Linked DNA regions of Macaca fascicularis: region 2 is linked to region 1. A link is a contact called in public Hi-C data. All regions are on one chromosome and are shown on one strand. Each heading gives the region's core, a stretch centred on a gene start, on an enhancer-like site or on the middle of the called end of the contact. The rest is flanking DNA. Distances are from core to core; before and after follow the strand shown.

Region 1 (2,950 bases), core at 185-2,684:
GAAAGATCAAAGACAAAGTAATAAGCCAATTAAAGTAGAAATAATTTTGTAAGAATAAATTTGGCTATAGGAGAAGTTAATTTTAACCCACCCCTTCCTCATGTTTGGAATGTGATTTAAGGAAATGGGAATAGGCTCTTGTTATTGAGTGATTTCACCATCCTTTATTCTCGTGGGTATGGTCAAATAAATCTGCTACAGTTATCTGCCAAATCTGATGTCTGTGCATATTAAAGTTTTTTTGTTTTTTTTTTCTGGAGGTCCATTGCTTTCATCGTATTTTTAAGGTAGTTTTATATGACGTGAAAAGGTTGAACTAGCTTACTTACGGAGATGACAATTAAAATCCTGAATTCATGAATGTGAGGAATACATTTGTTAGAAAATAAGCTGACCTTGGGGAATGACTTATTTTATTATTTTAGATTTATGGTCACAAAATATAACCATCTATTTGTGGTTACTGAAATGTAGGTCTCAGGCTTTGGCTACCAATATTTCAAATCTAGGGCTGTGGTAGTAGACAGAAATCTAAGTGATACTAATATATATGGTCCTTGGACTACATTTTTAGATATTTTGCTTTATATGGTTTTTGGACTACGTTTTTAGAGATTTTGCTTTAAGCAATTTGACGCAGAGAACATTTTCTTGATACCTCTAGCATCTGGCATAGTGGATTATAAGACATTTCATGCTCTTTTTTGCCCCCTCTTTAAAAAACAATTTTACTATGTGAAATAAGAACTGTCATTTTGGTGTGGGAGAGGAGCCTTGAGTATGTAATCAAGATCCAGAGGCTGTCCAGGCGCGGTGGCTCACACCTATAATCCCAGCACTTTGGGAGGCTGAGGTGGGTGGATCACAAGGTCAGGAGTTTGAGACCAGCCTGGCCAATATGGGGAAACCCTGTCTCTATTAAAAATACAAAAATTAGCCAGGCATGGTGGCATTTGTTTGTAGTCTGAAGTGCTTGGAGGCTGAGGCAGAAGAATCAATTGAACCTGGGAGGCAGAGGTTGCAGTGAGCCGAGATCATGCCACTGCACTCCAGCCTGGGCGACAGAGTGAGACTCTGTCTAAAAAAATAAATAAATAAATAAAATAAAATAAAATAATCCAGAGACCCTAGTTTGATTCTTTAGCATTGTGCTGTAATTTTCTACAAGTGGGCCCAACTAGTGGGCCATGCCTGGTTTTTAAATAGACTAGTATAGATCACCTTACCTACCATGTGCCAAGTGCGTAAGTAAAAGAGGAAGTATATGAATATGTTTTCAAATCACTCTCTGTTGTCGTGTTTCTGTCTCAGCTTGAAATGTTTGCTTTTGCTGTCTGTTTTTCCTCCTGGATCATGTAAAAATGCCTTAAGCCTGTAGGGAATTAGAGTAACATTTCTAAAGTGAAAGTTACAACTGACCCAGCTTTAAACTGGCAGACATGAATTACTTTGGTATTGTCAGTGTTTATTAGAGCATAGGGCAACTGGAATTCCTTTGAGTTGAGGAATTTGAATATTGGCAGGAAGAGCAAAAATAATTCCTTATGTCATAGAACAAGGAAGTCTGATAAAAAGGAGGGTGCACCTGGGTGATTGTCTAGGTATATATTACCTCATTCATCTCCATATTCCTCAGGACCCACTTAGTACACAGCCGCGTCCTAAGGATGTGTCTGATCTGGGACACCCAGGGAGAGGACAGACAATAGGGGTATTGAAATTCATTCAGAGCAAGACCAGAGGGATTTGATTCAGACTGGGATGTTCAGGGTTTTCCAAGGACAGGCTGATCTGACTCTTGGGCTCCAGGACAATTCAGAACTCTTGGGAATTTTTCTGACTAGGGAATAAAGAGCCAGAATCTACTGATGTATCCATACTCTTCTGTTAAAGATCCCTTCTGGCCTTTGTCCAGTCTGTCTGGTGATTTGCTCTAGGGCTTTCTGTAGGATATATATGGAGTTGGAGAATTGAAGGGCCAGCCCTTATGTACCCCTATTCTCTTTTTTTCCAGTCTCTAGTTCTTCAAAGAACTGCATAAATGTTACAGGTTAACAAGTATTCTTGAAGCCACTCTCTGATGGACTGAATAAAATGCCTACTTCTTTGCATTTATTTTGTGTGTGTGTGTGTGTGTGTGTGTGTGTGTGTGTGTAGATCAGATCAGATCCCTTTTTAGCATTCGTTTATTATGTCAAGGAAATTGGATTTTGGAAACCCAGTAACCTATTGTCCATTGTTTTTAGTCCTTCATTTGCTTTTCATTTTTATTATTCTTTGTCTTTTCTTCTTTCTCCTTCCCCACAGGAAGAGAGTCTGTCATATAGTAAGGAGCTCTTAGATTGGAAACCCAGGCATCTTCCTCTCTAGGTATAAATGAGCTTGTGCAGAATGGGACGTATGAATCACTGTGTCTCATCCATCATTGGCAGCCCTTGGCTTGTCACATCTCACATCTGTTTTGAATAGTCTTCTGGGCTCCCTACTCATTTGTGGGAAAACTAACATGTGGTAGACAAACAATACAGTACCTTTCCAGTGAGAGCTCTAACAGTGTAGCTGTTTGCTGGGCATCTGGTTCAAGTAGCTGAATCACTGTTATACTTCATCCTGGCCCAGCCTCAGCAAAATTTTGTGGTGTGAAGTATTTATTTTATAAAACATTTTGATCTACTGGGAGAAAGAAGAAGTGAAATTCAAACCTGTGGCTTATTTCCTAACATCTGTGCCCAAAGTATGTATTGGGAAGGTTCAGATGCTCTTTGGAGTTTCTTGTTATTTATTTTTAGAGCTGTTGTTCTTCCTGTTCCCTGTCTAATAAGTATTAGACATGTATCAAAACCACTTGCTATTTATGCTGATTTTTAATATTAATAAGAATGTAATTTATCTTGAACCTATTTCTTTTGCTAGCCCTTGGCAACTAGTCCAACTTCTAAATAAATATGTT
Region 2 (2,950 bases), core at 136-2,635, 110 kb before region 1:
GGCACGCCCTGTAGTCCCAGGTACTCAGAGGATGAGGTGGGAAAATCACCTGGGCCCAAGAGGCGGAGGTTGCAGTGAGCCCAGATTGCGCTACTGCACTCCAGCCTGGGAGACAGACCCACTCTGTGGCAAAAAAAAAAAAAATAAAAAATAAAAAATAAAAAAGAAAAAAAAAATCCCGAATTATAAAGCAATTGCGGGAATGGTAATTCAATTAAAAAGGTGTACTAAATTCTTTTAAATAGTAAACTGCCCTAGTCCAGCTTACAACATTGATTCAACTTACGAAAAATACTTTTCAGACCACGACTAAACATTGTAGCAGTAGAAAAGATTTTTTTCCCCCTGAATGACGAAAGAAAAAAACAGAGAAGACGTTAAGAGAGAACACATGGAAAAAGCCCATCTCATACTCCATTCTAATGTTTCTTCTACTTTCCAGTGCTTTCCGTGTCATTAAACTACTTCAAACTTCAAGATCAATGGGGAACAATGAAACCTCAGTCCTTTGCCATTTTCCTTTTCAGATACAGGAGAGGGAGAGGACAGGTTTAGGGTTGTGCCTTCCAACAAGAACATTCAACGACAGCCTCACTTAGAATTCCCAGACACTGCCTGTCTTCCTGGGTCTTGAAAAAGTGGGGGAAAAGTGAGGTTGGCCCACTCAGACTGCCAGTGATGCTGTGGTGTGACGGGTGTGTATCTCTATCTCACACAATGGGCAGAGGTGAGGACCGGGACCTGGGACCTTCGTACTGTTTAGAGTCCCTGAAAGTCCTCACCTTTAATTAGTAGGGAAAATAAAAGTCATATGGCAAGCTGGAGTGCAGGTAAAATACAAGTTAATGAACATGAGCATTCTTGTTCATTAAGAACTCTGGCACAGAGTTCAACGGCAGAGGGCACAATACTCACTGGCCATGGCCAGCTGCTGCCGGCCAGGAGGAGCACAGCCAAAGGACCGCTGGGACTTGTAGTCCACCATGTCTCCCTCGGGATTGCCGGTCCCGTGACGAGAACCACAACTCCCAAGGTGTACCGCGCGCCTCTGTCTTCACCGCCCTCTCCGAGGCCGGCTCAGGAACCTCCCGGGAAACTGCCCCCCACCCCGCCCCCGTACGTACGCGTCACGTTTGTTTACCCTGAAGCTCCGCCTCCGGCCATCCCCCGGCTCTCCCCACTCCTCCCTGGAATGCCGTCATGCCGGCGATGAATATTCATGAGGCAAACGCGGCCCTCCCGCCCTGCCAGCCTCCCGCCTTCCCGCTCCCGGAGGGTGATTAATATTCAATGAGCCCAGATCCGCGGCTGGTTCGCCGGGTTGAGGCGGGGGGAGCGGGCGGGGCCCGCGCTGGGGAGCCGGCGACCGGGGCGGGGAGGGCGTGTGTCGGGGGGGCGGTGGCGGCGAGGCGGGCGCGCGGGATGGAACACTGAGACACCGACGGAATGCTTCGAATCGCCACATAATCCCCTGGAACGACCGCGCCGAACGCCATTGGCTTCTCCCTTCTCCGCGCGCCGTCGCCGTCTCCCACCTCCGCCTCATCGCCTCCCTCTCCGCCCGCTGCCTCCGGAGCTGGGGGGGAAACGCGAAGCCCCACTGCAATGGAGCCCGCCGCCGCGGCCACGGCGCAGCGACTCCCCGAGCCCGGCAGGGAGGACCGAGCTTCGGCTCCGGCGGCCGCCGCTGCGGCAGCAGCGGCCGCGGCGGCTCTGGCGGCGGCGGCTGGGGGCGGCCGGAGTCCGGAGCCCGCGCTGACCCCGGCGGCCCCGAGCGGCGGGAACGGCAGCGGCGGCGGGGCGCGGGAAGAGGCCCCGGGCGAGGCGCCGCCGGGGCCGCTGCCGGGCAGAGCAGGGGGTGCCGGGCGCAGGAGGCGGCGTGGGGCGCCCCAGCCCATTGCCGGCGGGGCTGCCCCCGTGCCCGGGGCCGGCAGCGGCGCCAACTCCCTCCTGCTGAGGAGAGGGCGGCTGAAGAGGAATCTGTCCGCGGCCGCCGCGGCCGCCTCGTCGTCGTCGTCGTCGTCGTCGTCGTCGGCCGCTGCTGCCTCGCACTCCCCCGGCGCTGCCGGCCTCCCCGCCTCCTGCTCGGCCTCGGCGTCGCTGTGCACCCGGAGCCTGGACAGGAAGACGCTGCTCCTGAAGCACCGGCAGACGCTGCAGCTGCAGCCGTCGGACCGGGACTGGGTGAGGCACCAGCTCCAGCGCGGTTGCGTGCACGTCTTCGACCGCCACATGGCCTCGACCTACCTGCGCCCGGTGCTCTGTACACTGGACACCACGGCCGGCGAGGTGGCCGCCCGCCTGCTGCAGCTGGGCCACAAAGGCGGCGGCGTGGTGAAGGTGCTGGGCCAGGGGCCCGGAGCTGCCGCCGCCCGGGAGCCCGCTGAGCCGCCCCCCGAGGCCGGCCCCCGGCTCGCGCCCCCGGAGCCGCGGGACTCGGAGGCGCTGCCCGCGAGGAGCGCGCCGGGTGCCGTCGGGGGTCCTCCGCGCGCGCCCCCCGCCGACCTACCCCTGCCCGCCGGCGTCCCGGGCGGGTGGTCGCGCCGTGCCAGCCCCGCGCCCTCGGACTCCAGCCCCGGCGAGCCTTTCGTGGGGGGCCCTGCCTCTTCTCCCTGCGCCCCGCGGCCTGTGGCCTCCGACACCGAGAGCTTCAGCCTGAGTCCCAGCGCCGAGAGCGTATCCGACCGGCTGGACCCCTACAGCAGCGGCGGCGGCTCGTCGTCGTCGGAAGAGGTCGAGACCGACGCAGCCTCGGCCCCGACGGCGGTCCCGGGCCAACCTCGCCGTCCCGGCCGCTCCGCGCAGCCCCTCCCGCCTCCCCAGACGGCCTCCTCGCCTCGGCCGCAGCAGAAAGCCCCGAGGGCCGTTGACAGCCCGGGCGGGGCCGTCCACGAGGGGCCGTGCGAGGAGAAGGCGGCGGCATTCGTGGCCCCGGGAGGCCTCCAGTCGA

The links. A called contact is a pair of places that touch in the nucleus more often than the background predicts.
Region 2: a contact with region 1 is called in a Hi-C map of skeletal muscle, with 2.5 times the contacts expected there. The contact joins the promoter of PHLPP1 here to the enhancer-like site in region 1. A contact is called at or near these places in 2 of 2 Hi-C or Micro-C datasets (liver and skeletal muscle).

Annotation. Positions count from the first base shown.
Region 1 is chr18:18,011,110-18,014,059 of T2T-MFA8v1.1, reverse strand. All of the region lies in intron 1 of PHLPP1 (PH domain and leucine rich repeat protein phosphatase 1), which reads left to right. Among named protein-coding and RNA genes, the nearest start is that of PHLPP1, 110 kb to the left of the region's middle. Within about 2 kb of position 1,434, at least 3 of the 6 cell types and tissues checked have an H3K27ac peak or open chromatin away from gene starts, as enhancers often do.
Region 2 is chr18:18,125,513-18,128,462 of T2T-MFA8v1.1, reverse strand. PHLPP1 (PH domain and leucine rich repeat protein phosphatase 1) reads left to right here and starts at 1,385. Exons shown (of 17, transcript XM_015439655.3): 1 at 1,385-2,950. The coding sequence starts at 1,606.